5 separate regions of the Mus musculus genome follow, and all the other regions are linked to region 4. Evidence: chromatin contacts called from public Hi-C, HiChIP or PLAC-seq and promoter capture Hi-C data. All regions are on one chromosome and are shown on one strand. Each heading gives the region's core, a stretch centred on a gene start, on an enhancer-like site or on the middle of the called end of the contact. The rest is flanking DNA. Distances are from core to core; before and after follow the strand shown.

The links. Promoter capture Hi-C pulls out the DNA fragments that hold promoters and counts their contacts. Hi-C and Micro-C count contacts between places; a contact is called where the count stands out from the background. HiChIP or PLAC-seq counts read pairs in DNA pulled down with a chosen protein or histone mark.
Region 1: a contact with region 4 is called in an H3K27ac HiChIP or PLAC-seq map of SST interneurons, with 13 times the contacts expected there. The contact joins the enhancer-like site here to the promoter of Nell1 in region 4. A contact is called at or near these places in 6 of 39 promoter capture datasets (the 3T3-L1 cell line, frontonasal cranial neural crest, liver and 2 more), 2 of 484 Hi-C or Micro-C datasets (the C10 cell line and the HPC-7 cell line), 5 of 115 datasets of contacts at active chromatin or transcription factors (SST interneurons, embryonic stem cells, forebrain and 2 more) and 1 of 9 other capture datasets (embryonic stem cells).
Region 2: a promoter capture Hi-C map of second pharyngeal arch cranial neural crest shows a contact between it and region 4, with 4 times the contacts expected there. The contact joins the enhancer-like site here to the promoter of Nell1 in region 4. A contact is called at or near these places in 7 of 39 promoter capture datasets (the 3T3-L1 cell line, cranial neural crest, embryonic stem cells and 3 more), 2 of 115 datasets of contacts at active chromatin or transcription factors (embryonic forebrain and stem cell-derived neural progenitor cells) and 1 of 9 other capture datasets (embryonic stem cells).
Region 3: a contact with region 4 is called in a Hi-C map of nephron progenitors, with 2.3 times the contacts expected there. The contact joins the enhancer-like site here to the promoter of Nell1 in region 4. A contact is called at or near these places in 10 of 39 promoter capture datasets (the 3T3-L1 cell line, 3T3-L1-derived adipocytes, the C10 cell line and 6 more), 1 of 484 Hi-C or Micro-C datasets (nephron progenitors), 5 of 115 datasets of contacts at active chromatin or transcription factors (SST interneurons, embryonic stem cells, forebrain and 2 more) and 1 of 9 other capture datasets (embryonic stem cells).
Region 5: a contact with region 4 is called in an H3K4me3 HiChIP or PLAC-seq map of neural tube, with 5 times the contacts expected there. The contact joins the promoter of Nell1os here to the promoter of Nell1 in region 4. A contact is called at or near these places in 7 of 39 promoter capture datasets (cranial neural crest, embryonic stem cells, frontonasal cranial neural crest and 3 more), 1 of 484 Hi-C or Micro-C datasets (cortical neurons) and 4 of 115 datasets of contacts at active chromatin or transcription factors (SST interneurons, embryonic forebrain, neural tube and 1 more).

The regions. Positions count from the first base shown.
Region 1 is chr7:50,674,192-50,676,891 of GRCm38.p6, forward strand. The region is part of intron 14 of Nell1 (NEL-like 1); the gene reads left to right. Among named protein-coding and RNA genes, the nearest start is that of 4933405O20Rik, 76 kb to the left of the region's middle. Within about 2 kb of position 1,415, at least 5 of the 459 cell types and tissues checked have an H3K27ac peak or open chromatin away from gene starts, as enhancers often do. A contact at or near this core is called in SST interneurons, where this site is marked.
Region 2 is chr7:50,841,423-50,844,122 of GRCm38.p6, forward strand. All of the region lies in intron 16 of Nell1 (NEL-like 1), which reads left to right. Among named protein-coding and RNA genes, the nearest start is that of 4933405O20Rik, 240 kb to the left of the region's middle. Within about 2 kb of position 1,444, at least 1 of the 459 cell types and tissues checked has an H3K27ac peak or open chromatin away from gene starts, as enhancers often do. A contact at or near this core is called in second pharyngeal arch cranial neural crest, where this site is marked.
Region 3 is chr7:50,627,996-50,630,695 of GRCm38.p6, forward strand. All of the region lies in intron 14 of Nell1 (NEL-like 1), which reads left to right. Among named protein-coding and RNA genes, the nearest start is that of 4933405O20Rik, 30 kb to the left of the region's middle. Within about 2 kb of position 1,361, at least 2 of the 459 cell types and tissues checked have an H3K27ac peak or open chromatin away from gene starts, as enhancers often do. A contact at or near this core is called in nephron progenitors, where this site is marked.
Region 4 is chr7:49,973,966-49,976,665 of GRCm38.p6, forward strand. Nell1 (NEL-like 1) reads left to right here and starts at 1,385. Exons shown (of 20, transcript NM_001037906.2): 1 at 1,385-1,478. The coding sequence starts at 1,424.
Region 5 is chr7:50,574,503-50,577,202 of GRCm38.p6, forward strand. Nell1os (NEL-like 1, opposite strand) reads right to left here and starts at 1,382. Exons shown (of 4, transcript NR_045928.1): 1 at 1,337-1,382. The region is part of intron 14 of Nell1 (NEL-like 1); the gene reads left to right.

The DNA.
Region 1 (2,700 bases), core at 165-2,664, 700 kb after region 4:
TTATGACATTGTCTTAAAATCATCTCATTGGTGTTCTGGGTTACACAGCAATTTTTTATAGCTTAGTCTATATTTTATTTTTGTTCACATGTATGTTTATATCACATCTGTGCTTAGTCAGAGGTCAGAGATGACATTGGTTGCATGGGTCTGTAGTTATGGATGGTTATAAACCACCAAATTGATTCTGGACCCAAACTCAGGTCTTCTGGAAGAGCAGCAAGTGCTTTTGACCACTGAGCAAACTCTCCAGACCCACGCTTTTTCCTTTCTTAACAACGAAGCAGTTAGTTGGTATTTGGGTTTGTGGTGTGTGTAAAGTATGCCATATATCCCTCTGTTCTATACCATCATGGCTAGAAACAGTCAAAGACAATATGAAAATTAGAAAGCTTAGCAAGCTTGCAACTAAACTTTCCTTACAAAAGTAAATGGCAAGAAAGATGTGTCTATTCATCATAGCTTCTCATCCCTTTACTAAGGTTTTATGGTGGTAATTACGCCTTATGTTTCTCTGTGACTGCAGTACCTGGATTTGTGCTTGAGCTGAAAGAGAGTATCAAATTCAAGACCCAAGATAGAGTTCAATGTATAATAATGTAAGTGAAACTAGGAGGCTATCAGGTGTGCAACACTATCTCAGGCAAGGCAATTAATCTAGTCTTTACTCTTGCTTGTGTTTAAAATACAATCTAGTTGACACCAACCATTTCCAGTTTGGTGTCTTATAGGTGTGCTGCATTGGAGGGTCAGAAGCAAGTCGCTACATATTGAATTCATAGGTCACATTCAAACACAGGCTACTTACTCCACTTGAGCAGCTGAGGTTCCTTGCTCTTTCCTTGGATGTCCCATTGCTCTTGGGTCTTTCAGCTATCCTTGAAACCAGTCTCAGCATCACCTGTGGCCTGTTTATTGAAAGTTTTGTAACTAAGTACAGTAATAGAAAATTTCAATCAATACTCAATTGTAGCAGGAGTCAGTGGAGAAATTTCAAGGCAGCTATAGCGTGCTGAGATAACTTGGTGTCACTGAGAAAGCAGACAGTGGAGAGCAGCATTAATTGAGTGCCATCAATCGTATGTGTGGGCACTGGGCATTGATGTAGAAGCAAGGGCATTGTTTGGTGTGTCTTTGGATGTGTAAAGCCACGCAGCAAGCACACCTGAAAGCAGCTTAGTCTAGGCATCTACCTTCCATCACTTCAAAAGCTCAGCACTCTCCTCTATGCATCTTTCTTAAAAGAAAGAGCAATAATGGTTAGTACCAAGAGGGAACATAGCTAACAGAAACATTAGCAATCAAGAGACAAAATTCAAACAGTAGCCAGCATACTTACTCAGCACTGTGTGTGTGAGCTGGCTGACACAGAGAGTACCCATTTCCCCATCTACAGAGGAGGTAATGCCTGGCTTTCTCATCACAGCTTTTTGATGAAGTTCAGGCAATTCTTGTCTCTGAAAATGCTGAGCAGTGACGGTTGTTGTTTTATGAAAGCCTCAATTATTCTGACTTCTCTAGGGAATGATGTGTCAGCCCCAACTGAGATGTTTCCTTGCAATTTAATCTGGTAAAGTGCCAGAGTTTTAATTTTAACATTTTTTATTGAACTCTTTCTCAAAGAACACACAATGAACTCACTGCTTTATTAGACTGAATAGTTGATAAAATTTTAACCCATTCGTAGGCCAGAGCTTTAGAGGCATGTTTCTGTCATCCATGTTGTAGACACAGATACTTTTGGTTCTGGGATGCAAGTGTGATGCATCTCAAGCCTCAGCAACAATGTAGCTTTTTATCCTAGAACAATTCCTAGTTGTGACTTTCTAAATGCTGGTGATTTTTTCACTTTCCCGAAAGAAAGCCAGAGACGTAGCAAATGACTGAAATTATAATTACCGTAGAAGGAAAAGAGATATTTTATTCCACTTTTTGTTTGCTTGATGTCCAGTGGAATGACATGGAGAATGTCAAGGCACAAGTGTAGAGGACATAGGACAACTTACATGAGTCAGTTCTCTGCTTCCATCATAGTCCGGGAATTGAACTAAGGCCATTGGTTTGGGCAGCATGTGCTCTTACCTGCTAAGCCATATTGCTGGCCTGAGCAGAGATATTTGAAAGAGAAATGTGTGTTCCTCCTTTTGACAAGCCTCCAGGATATTGGTGTGAGAAATTGTAGCATTACTTCATTGTGTACACCTGGTTAGCAAGCACAGTTGAGCTGAACTTAATATTGAGAAAATGTAAAATTAAAATGCCCACCCCCCCCAAGAGTTTCATGGTGCAATAAAGGAATGACTGAAGATCTGTGCTCAGTCAGAGGAGACACTTACCTGCCAGCAAACAGTCACGTGGTTCTGACTATCATATCAGATAATGCTGCAGGACACACTAAAGTTGAACTGATGATGATGGATAAATGAAGCACTGACCAGGACTGCTTAGCTACACATAACTTTTGCTATCTAAACCTAAAACTTCCTGTTAGAATTGGAAGACAGACAAGGATATAGGACATGTTGACATAAGCATCTTTCCAGTGTGGTCATATTGAATAAATATCCTTTCTGGTTTTTTTTCCCACTATTACTGCCTGAATTGGTATCCTGGAGAAGAGGGTCAAGCTTAGTCTGTTAGAGCTGCAGAGCACAGGCTCTGACCCTAAATCCTACAATGATAAAATGTCACAGTTGGAAG
Region 2 (2,700 bases), core at 194-2,693, 870 kb after region 4:
CTGATGCAGAGCCATGGAGGGATGTTCTTTACTGGCTTGCTTCCCCTGGCTTGCTCAGCCTGCTCGAAAGAGTCTTTTCAAGAGGGCTAAGGCAGAGACCGAAAAGATGACCCTGGACAAACATTGAAATCTTCCAATGACATGCAATATGGCCAATAATGAAGGCATGCCCCGTTTTTTCTCCTCTTGCTTGCGACATGCTCTGTGACAGTTAGGTGATCTGAGTCTCTTACTATGCTTGGTGATACCTTCCAATGTGTTATGTATGTCAGCCTCATTCTTAATAGTATGTGCTCTAAGGCAGAGCTTCCAGCTAAATGTGGAAAAGCAGAATATAAGCTCACATAGCTAGGAAGCCTTATTCTAGTCCTGAAGTTAACTGTGCAGCTTAATGGCTTGTAAGCCCTTTGCTTTGCAAGATGTAGGAGCCCCTGTTTTTCTCTGCATTTTATCAGAATTATTCTGCTGATGTGCACTATATGTTCCTTTTCCCATTATCTTTCTGCCATCATAAAAAGAGGTAGTACCATTGTAGCTGTGGGGAGGCCCCTGTGCTCTATCCTATCTATTACTAATAACCCCCCCTAGCTCTGTTCTCATTTCTGAGCCACTCATGTTTTCCAAGTCAGAACCCACACAGCTGGATGTTAAAACTCCGGGTTAAATGTCCTTTTCTGACACATCACCTGTTTTGAATCTGATATGCTGCAAAAGTCATTCAAGATGGAGAAATACGAGATAATCAAAAAGTTCATTTTCTTGGCCCACTACTCACCTTTGGGAAAGGGGTTTGTTTTGCGTTCTGAGATCAACCTGTAGCAGCTTCAGCTCCTCAGGCAAGCACTGATACAGTTTGTTTTTTTTTTTTTTTTTTATGGCATTAAGATTCCTGCAAAGCCATTTTTTTTTCCTCTCGGCGGAGTAGGGAAATTGTTTGGGGCTAAGTTGGGAATGGTTTGATTGCCTCTGATATAAACATCTCTGAAGTATATTTTTTCCATGGCCAAGTAACCTCACAACCTCAAATCAAGGAAGGAATCAGACAGACTGTGTGCAGCTAGACTTCTCTTAAAGTGAAATTGAGTATGGTAATCACAGCTTTCAGAATTTGTGAAAATACCAATGTAAGAAAATTAGCTCTAATGCAAGTTTAGCCATGAAATCTTATTGAGAAAAGTCTTATTCAAGTATGGAGCATTTAAATAATAAACATATAAGGGGAAACACAAAGAAATCACAGAAAACTAGTATTTACAATGAGTAAAACAGGGCTGCTGTAATGACTCTGGATTTGAGCATGAAATGCTTTGGTTGATTTCTGTGCATTGTCTCTTGTCAGACTGTGAGCTTGTCTGATGATTTGCAGAAGTCTCTTGGGAGAGTATCTTTGCACTTGCTCAACAGAGAACAACAATTGCAATATGTAAATAGGGTGTCTCTTCCTTTTGGATGCCTTGGGATATGTGTAATAGATTAAGTTGGCTTTGTGCAGAGCAAACAGGTCTGTTACCAAGAATATGAATAATGTCAGTTTCCATAATTGCTAACATCTGGCTTTCCACAAATCTGTTAAATTTCATGGAAGTAGAATTAGGTTTCTGTGTCATAAGTAAAGCAATTACATGCAACTCTGTAGGCAACACAGCTCTGTATTGACTTTGAAGTCCTTCCCTTCTGTAGTGAACATTTGGGTTTTACACTTTGTTTTTATTATGGACAGGAGGTTTGCTTGCCATTGTGTTCTTTTTTTGTGAAGGGAAAGGGTTGCTAATGTCTTTGCCATTTTGTAAACTTGAAATAGCCAAATACTAAGCTATCATTTCAGGAGTGGGAATTAACATTTTAGGGTGGGAATTAACTGCCAATTTTGAGAATATTTTAGAGAGAGCAAAACTTGGTAATGATTTGGTGGAAATTACATTTTTAGACAGTTCCTAGATAGGTTTATTAAGTGGTCCCCTTGGCCTCTTTCCTAAAAAAATGATAGAAAAATGAAGTTGTTTTGGGGGACCATGAGATTTTCCTTCCTGTTTCACTGTGACTACCTTTTTATGTTTCTTCTATTTTACATTAGAATCAAGGATATCTCAGACTATGAATTAGTAAGAAAAAATTTTCCTTGAGGGCAAACTATTGGTTAGTCCTTGTGCTTGCTGAACACTCTAAAAACAAAATTTCATCAATATAAAGAATATATTTTTGTAAATTTCATGAATTTATATGAATTTATGTATTACATGAAGTTATATAAATAGATTGTCTAAGATGTTTTCTGCCATCTGGGGCACTGGGAAGAGTGAGCAATAAAGTGCCAGTTCTGCCCTCACTGCCCATAGTGATGTACACATCAACTGATGGCCGCTGGGGGCGAGAGAGTCAGTTTTCTCCTTTGAATGTGCCTCCAGGAGATAGATGGTCCTACACCCGGGCACTGACTGCCAGAACCCAGTGGATTCAGTAGGTTTAAAAAAGAGAATACATGAAGTTGGAAGGGAAAATGTTTCAGAGCGATGGGAAGAGTTTGTAAGAAGTGGGGATTTAATTTAATCAAAATATAGTGTATTCTCACTTGAAATAAAAGATGAATTTAAAATAATACTATAACTCAGAATAGGTTATAAAGATAGTGTTTCTCTATTTCCCTTTTACAGAGGAGGATAAATAAAACTGAAGACATTTTAAAAATGTCAGATGGAAACC
Region 3 (2,700 bases), core at 111-2,610, 650 kb after region 4:
ATAAATTTGGTGCTATTGTTAGGTAAAAGCAAATTCAGATAACAAGAAAAAGAAGAGGGCATGTTTTTCTTTTCCTCCTATTTAAAATTTATTCTACAGATTCCCAAGCACACAGACCCATCAAAATTTATAGGCACACACAGCTAGAATACCTCTTTCCCAGTAAGAGCTCTGCTTCACAATGTCTATAATTTTAAACATACCACATATTGGTTTCTTCCTAGACTCTTGGTTCTAAACATGCAACATTAATTTGGGGGCAATGAACTGTGACCTTGAACGTGGACCCTGGTCAGGTTTTGTGATCTGTGCTACAGGGAAGGGTAGAAACACATCTCTCACACTTATTCAAATTAGAAGGCATTCTTTCAATGGAGTGCTCAATAGTGAGCCTCCATTCTAAGAAAGAAAATTCAACTATACTTCAATAAGAAATGAGATAAAGCTTTCATTGGAGAGTATGAAACTAAGTTCATTTTATACTCAGAATTCATTAAAAATTATGGAGTATGATTCTCTAGTCTTATGTCTTCCCAGAAACATTGAGCCATTTGTCATGTTAGAAGATAGACTACGTGAAAAGCCTAAATGAGACACAATTCTAAGGAAGCGTTACTATACTCTGATTGTGTGAAGTCCTAGAGCTCCTCCAGGCTAGGACACTGGCTTTGATGCTGACTATCAGATGGTTTTAGTGAGTCATTCAATGGCTCTGTCCATCAGTCCATACATCTCTGAGTGTATTGTGAAGCATAACAGAAGTGTAGGCATGCCAAGGAGAGCACAGTCGATCCTACTAGGAAGTTATTAAAGACACCAGTGTTGACACATAGAATATGCACTAAATTAAATGAGGCGGATTTGGAATCTGATCTCTGAGCCAAGATATCACAAAATTAAGCTGCAGATAATGAGAGGAGATTAAGCCTCAAAGTTTCCCCCTGAGGATATTAATAGACAACGAGGATGAGGATGTGGAAGTGTCTATGGCCTCTATGACCTTGCATTTCTTAGACTTGAAGAACAAACAGGTGTGGGAGGAGCATCTGTTTTCTCTGTGGGGTAGCAACTGGCTCAGATTTTCTTACTGCAGAGTACACCGATTCAATTACAAGATTATAATGAGTTAGTTTTAGGAAGATGTTTTCCCAGGGATCATTGAGCTGTATTTTCTTCTTTACTTCCTCTAAGCATTTAATTTCACTTCTTCCTCTTCTCCAGTTCCCTAGCAGTCTCTCAAACTTCCTTTGAAATTTATCTAGCAATGGGAAGTCATTTTACGGCACTATCTTGTGACAGCATCCTAAGCTGCTGATATTATTTCTAATTATACACACAGTAAAGGGTTTAATTTCCTCCTTGAACCTCTTAGGCACAGTATGTCTAACAGGTTTGTTTTGATCATCCCATGGGGTTGATGTCACCGTACAGGAATCTCATCAAAAGAAAAAGGACTTTAGAGCAAGCAGGCCCTAAAATGCCTTGAAAGAAAAGAAAGTTCCCGGGGTGTTAGCTTAGATATCACATTAGACACTGTAAGCTTTTGTTTGGGTTTTACCTTTGTTCTGTCACACTAGTATAATACCCTATTTTGCTGAAGGTAAATATTCTCAATCAAGGTCATGCAGTAAGCCAATTGGCAGGATCATTTTTGATTCCAGTCCAAACTACAGAAATGTCTTTAGCACTTTATACTACCTCTTAAAAGCCTAAAAATTACTTCTCATGCTCATTTCCTGGTGTGAAAGAGGCTGTCCATCATTTCTCACAGTGATTTCAGAAGCATTTGACCTTCTTCTCAACATCACCCAAACTCTACCTCAGCAATAAGACTAGAGATTATGTGCAGATAAATGTTTCTTCAGGAACAATTGGCCTTCAGCCCTTCATAATTTGATTGGATTGGGAGTGTTTAGAAGATATTAGTCTTCCATATAAAGAACCAACTTTGATCTGTGGCTAATTCGGTATTTGAATGTTGCTTATAGGTTTTCAGAAGCAGATTTGGCACTTATTAAGAAGATATTTTAACAGATATAAGCAGGAAGAAAGAGGGAAAAATAGGAAGAGGAAGAGAGTTGAGGAGGAAGGGAGAGTAAGAGACAGAAAGACAAAGAGAGCTAGCAAGCACAGAGACAAGACTTTTCATGCCTATACAAAACTAGTAAATAGCAGAGCTGAAGTTCAAATTCAAAACTTTCTATACCCTAAATATGTGTAGACTAGTATTCTCAATGTAGACTAGTGTCCAGGCATGCTCATAATTACACCATGACATTGGCAAATAATAACATTTGTTCAAATAATAACATAGGCTCCAATCAGCAAGCAGTTCCAGTGTAAACTGTTGTGCCAGGCATTGTGGAAAACAATTCCTACAGATAACTTGAGATTGTGACAAAATGCCTTGCTTCTGCCCATTTCTTGTATATAGTATAGTGTATATAAGCATACATGATTTCAAATAAGACCATAGTCCACACTATGAAAGAATGTTGGGTATCATGTCATGTGTGATTTTAAACTTAGCCTCATTCAATGTTTCCTGGAAAATAGTCATAGATTGAACTCAGGTGTCAGAATCAGCCAACGTGTCTTCTAATTATTCTGGGGACCGATGTCTTATGATAGGAACTTAATATAGAACAGTGGCTTAGGACATTTATCATTAAGTGGATGATGGTAGCATAGCCTATATGT
Region 4 (2,700 bases), core at 135-2,634:
CTGGACTCCTGGGGTCAAAGGTATGTGAAGTAAAGGCCCTGGGAGCACAGAGGATGGGCAAATGCCAGAGAGAAACCCTGGAAAGAAAGCAGAGCTCTTTTGTTGAACTCTTTCCCCCCCCCCCCCTCTGGGATCTGGGAGGTTGTTATGAGTTTAAGTATCTCAGAGTAGTATTGGATGTTGGGGGAAGCTGGAGCCATAGATGGAGCCACAGGACAAGCTGGGGTGCGGGAGGCTTCGAGTCACATGGCATGAACATGTAAGCTGGAGGTACTGACCTTTCAGGTTCTGTGACTGCATCATCTCTAGATAGACTGAAGCACACAGTACAGGGACCCTAGCGGGGCGGCCCCAGTAGCAGAGGGTACACTAGACAGGAGAGACTCCTCTGCTTGTCCACTGGTCGCCAGCAAAGCCCAGCTTTTCTCTCTACAGAATGGTGTTCCAGTAGGGGTTTCCAAAGAAAGGAGAGAGAGAGAGAGAGAGAGAGAGAGAGAGAGAGAGAGAGAGAGAGAGAGAGAGACCGAGACCTAAACAGCGGGTTTTGGAGAAAACCATCCAGAAAGTCACACAACAGCCAAAAAAAAAAAAAAAAAAAAAAAAAAAAGGTTTAGAAGGTTTAGAACTTCCCCTATGTGGCAGCATTTGGCCTGTAGAACGAAGCTAGCAAACACTTCTTAAATTCGAGCCATAGATTGCTCTAAGCTCAGGGACTCCCACCTCAACACCCTCAACCAGCACTCTTAAAAGCTAGTATCCAGTCACAAGAGCCTTTGGCTGGGACTAGACAGCAAGTACAGGTGGCGGTTGGGGACTCAGGCATCATCCGTCCCCTGCCCCCTCCTCCGCCCCCACCTGCTCCTCCCCACCCACTTGCTGGAGCGAATCGGTAGTAGTTATTTCCCAAGGAGGTGCTGGGAGCACTTCTCGACACCGCCTAGGTCTGGTTCCCCTAGGGAACAAAACCCACGCACGCAGGCTGGGCGGCTTCGGACCCGGCCTGGATGAACTGTTGCAACTTGGGCAGCCCGCAGCGCGGCGCAGTGGCAGAGGCGGGGGCGTGAAGCCGTGAGGCGCGGGTAGCCGGGATCCTTGCATCTCCGGAGTCCAGGAGGCGAGCGGAATCCGCACAGACTCCCAGGGCAACCTGCGGGAGTGGCGGAGCCCCGCGCTCCCGCCCTAGCTCAGGGGGAGCGCAGCTGCAGCAGGGTTTAGGGCCCCAGCCCCGTGCCACCGCCACCCGCGGTGGAGGGTGGGCTGGGGGCGGGGCAGTCGGGGTTGCTTTCCCGGGCGCCGCCGAGCCACCTCCCCTGCCGCCCGCTAGTAAGTTTGGCCGCTTCGAGCCCACAGAGCCGCGGCTTTCTGAAGCATTGGTTTCTTGCTGGCGTTGGTGCGCCCTGCTTGGCGGGGGGCCTCCGGAGCGATGCCGATGGATGTGATTTTAGTTTTGTGGTTCTGTGTGTGCACCGCCAGGACAGGTAAGCAAGGCTGGGCATTAAGCGGGATTTGGGGGAAGGTGGTGGTGATGATAGTGCTGCTCCCGACTGCTGTAACCCGGGATTACTCTGTCTAGGAGAGACTCGGAACCTATCTCTGACGGGCTAGAGAAGGGCAGCAGAGTGCTTGGGTTCTGATTGCCCAGCACAGCTCGGGGTAAAAGCGCTAGAAAAGATGCCCGGGCGAGTGTTCTCTTCCCCGGGGACGCAGCAGCGGGCATTCAGTATGCGGGGTGCGGCCGGGTGGTCGCAGCCTTGTGTGGCTAGCAAGCAGCTTCCCGGTTCTAAGGAGTCAGAACCCGCTGCAGCGTGGCCAGAGATCCTACATCCTTGAACTTGCAGGGTGCGGTGGCCAAGGGTGTCCCCGAGCCGCGGGAGTTCCACCCGCAGAGGGAGCGCGTGCGGCAGGCAGGCGCGGCCAGAGCCGGGGGAGCCAGACGGCGCACGGGAGAGGGCTGCGAGGAAAGGGGGGACCCGCGAGCTCTTCCGTGGTTCCCACATGGCTCCCAGAGGGAACTCCAGGAGTGGTCTCCTGTCAGCTCCCTGCCCAAACAACTAAGCGAACAATTATTAGGAGGTAAATTGGACCAGTGGAGACGACAGAAGATTTTCTCAACCTCTAAACCGTGTTCCTCCTGCTGTCATCCAAGATTGTGGGGTGGGACCCGGGGCCAAGGAAACTGGCCTGATGACCAAGTCCCTATAGAATCTGCCTGCTGGAGGTGCGGTTGTGATGACCCTGAGGCGCACTCCACTCTTTCCTCTTCCACGGGGTTCCCTGACTCCGGGTCCCTGGGGTTCAAGAATGTAGCCTACTTCACCAAGCTTGCAGTAGTTGTCAGGAGGCAGGGGCGGGGTTAGGAAGGGTAGGAAGCAGATCAACAAGGCAGACAGGGGAAGAGATAGTTCTTGGTAGCCAGACATCAGATTCATTGCCCACAGACTTCGGATCCCTAGAATGGACGCATAGGCATTCCCTGTCCCCATGTCGGCGGCCCTCCAGTACCTTCATTCCCCACTCTAGAGGTTCAGTCTCCTTCCCAAGCCAGACAGCTGGTTTACGTTTAGAGGACTGAGGAACACACCCCTTCTTTAGTCGACTTAAAAAGTTCCCATCCCTTATGCCCCAGACTCCCCACTTTGGCAGGCAGTTAGGGGTCTGTGAGCTTCTAGCCTCCCCTCCCTTACTTCCCAGGACCGAAGT
Region 5 (2,700 bases), core at 132-2,631, 600 kb after region 4:
TCATAATCATTTGCAACTTTCATTTCTGGGTATTAGCTATCTTCTTCTGAACTCCACAATACCCACACTCATCATTAAAAATAGTAAAAATGAATCTCAGAGAAGCAGCCAGTGATGCATATGTATTGGGTCAGGTTGTATACAGAGAATAAAAACACTTCTTTGCTTTGATCATGTTTAAGGCAAGATTAGAATTGTACCCTGGAGCTTATGTCTCTAGCTGCATATGTATCAAAAGATGGCCTAGTCGGCCATTACTGGAAAGAGAGGCCCATTGTACATGCAAACTTTATATGCCCCAGTACAGGGGAACGCCAGGGCCAAAAAGTGGGAGTGGGTGGGTAGGGGAGTGGCGGGGAGGGTATGGGGGACTTTTGGTATAGCATTGGAAATGTAAATGAGGAAAATACCTAATAAAAAATAAAAAAAGAATTATTAAAAAAATAAAGAACTATTACCCCTTCTTTTTTTTTCCCTTCCCTTCCCTTTCCTTCCCTTTCCTTCCCTTCCCTTCCCTTCCCTTCCCTTCCCTTCCCTTCCCTTTTCCCTTCCCTTTTCCCTTCCCTTTTCCCTTCCCTTTTCCCTTCCCTTTTCCCTTTTCCCTTTTCCCTTTTCCCTTCCCTTTTCCCTTCCCTTTTCCCTTCCCTTTTCCCTTCCCTTTTCCCTTTTCCCTTCCCTTTTCCCTTCCCTTTTCCCTTCCCTTTTCCCTTCCCTTTTCCCTTCCCTTTTCCCTTCCCTTTTCCCTTCCCTTTTCCCTTCCCTTTTCCCTTCCCTTTTCCCTTCCCTTTTCCCTTCCCTTTTCCCTTCCCTTTTCCCTTCCCTTTTCCCTTCCCTTTTCCCTTCCCTTTTCCCTTCCCTTTTCCCTTCCCTTCCCTTCCCTTCCCTTCCCTTCCCTTCCCTTCCCTTCCCTTCCCGTTTTCCTTTTCCTTTTTCCTTTTCCTTTTTCCTTTTCCTTTTTCCTTTTCCTTTTTCCCTTTCCTTTCCTTTCCTTTCCTTTCCTTTCCTTTCCTTTCCTTTCCTTTCCTTTCCTTTCCTTTTCTTTCTTTCTTTTCTTTTTGAGATAGGATTTCTACAGAGCCCTGGCTGTCCTGAAAACCACTGTTTAGACGATCTGGCCTAGCACTCACAGAAATCCATCTGCCTCTGTCTCCATCTCCTGGGTGGTAAGTTTCAAGGTTTGAATCACCACACCTGCAGTGTTCTATTAACTTTTAATGAATGAACAAATACCTATGTCCTCCCGTACTTCACAGGCACACATACATTTTATTTTAATGCTAGATATAGCATGGGTAAGGTCTTATCAAATTCAATGTGAGCCAGAGATAGGTGCTACCTTCAGGTCTGTCCCATAAGCCACCTGAGCACGACCTGCTACTGTTGTCTGTCTCTCTGCTGTTGGAGGGATGCAGCTGAGAAAGGGATGCAGCTGCTGACAACCTTGAACAGGTGAGCTTCCTTGCGAAGCCACTCTGTAGCCACACCCGGTGAACAATGGAAACCATGGGAACAGGTTATTGGGTATCTGTTAGAACTCTATCATTTTCTATCAGATTCACACATGCTGCCTTACCTATCACTGTTTTGAGTAGGAGCCGAGAGTTAAGTGGCTAGGTGTCTAGGATGAATGCTGTTCTTGGGTCTACAAACATATTATTCTTTTTACTATTATCTTAGTCAGGTTGATTGATTCAGGTCTCTATTCAGGCAGCAAAACATGGTGATAGAATTATTATTAAAGTATCTCTTACATTCTAAGAGAGAGAAAGTTTTTCTGGATCTCAAAAAGACTTAAGACTGCCTACTCTGCTCTTTCTTTAACCTGTCTTTAAGAGAACAAAGAGCTAGCCAGCCTTCCCTGCTTTGATCTCTCAGGTTTCGGCTCTTAAAACCTAATTTAATATATAGCTTTAATTTTGAGTCATGTATTTTTTCCTTGCCCCTGACCTTAAGTAATGCATGTGTGTTGTGCATAGTGGTAAATAAATGCTCGAAACAGCAAATATGTTAAAAGCAATCTTATAAAACTAATATCCACCATAAACACTGGAAGCACTATTTGGATATTGCCTTATAACCTCTGTTTTTTTATCTTGGTCAGATGGGGTCAATTGAAGTCAGTAACTTAATCCCTTTGGAAACTCTATTAAATATTTCTATAAAGTAGCTCTCATTCCTCCGCCTTGTGATACTTTCTATGTTGTCCAATAAAAAAGTGAGCAAAGGCCATTGTTAAGGACAGATTAATGAGACTTTATTCAGGTAGACCCAGATTCACAACAGAGTACAGATAGACCAGAAACCACAGCTTCAGAGAGATAGAGTGGTAAAGAATTCAGATCTGAGTTTATTCTTAGCCACACTACTCTCAGAAGGAAGTTTTTGATTTCTTGTCTGAATATGACACCAACACATATTGGTGACTCTGTTTTTAATCACTAATTCATTTAGCCAAATACAGCAAAGGAGAAACTGAGTAATATTTACATATAGTATACAACTCCAAACATAATCTGGGAGTCCTGCTCACTGCCCACTTCCTTCAGTAGAATATTAGGATAATTAAGACTGGTCATTCCACACTGTTGTCTCAATTACCTGCCTTCAAGTTTTTGCTTCATTTAATATCAAATATGTCCATGAATTTCTGTATTTCAACTCACAGCATATTCTGTTTGCTTTCTGAAATAGAGTTAGCTG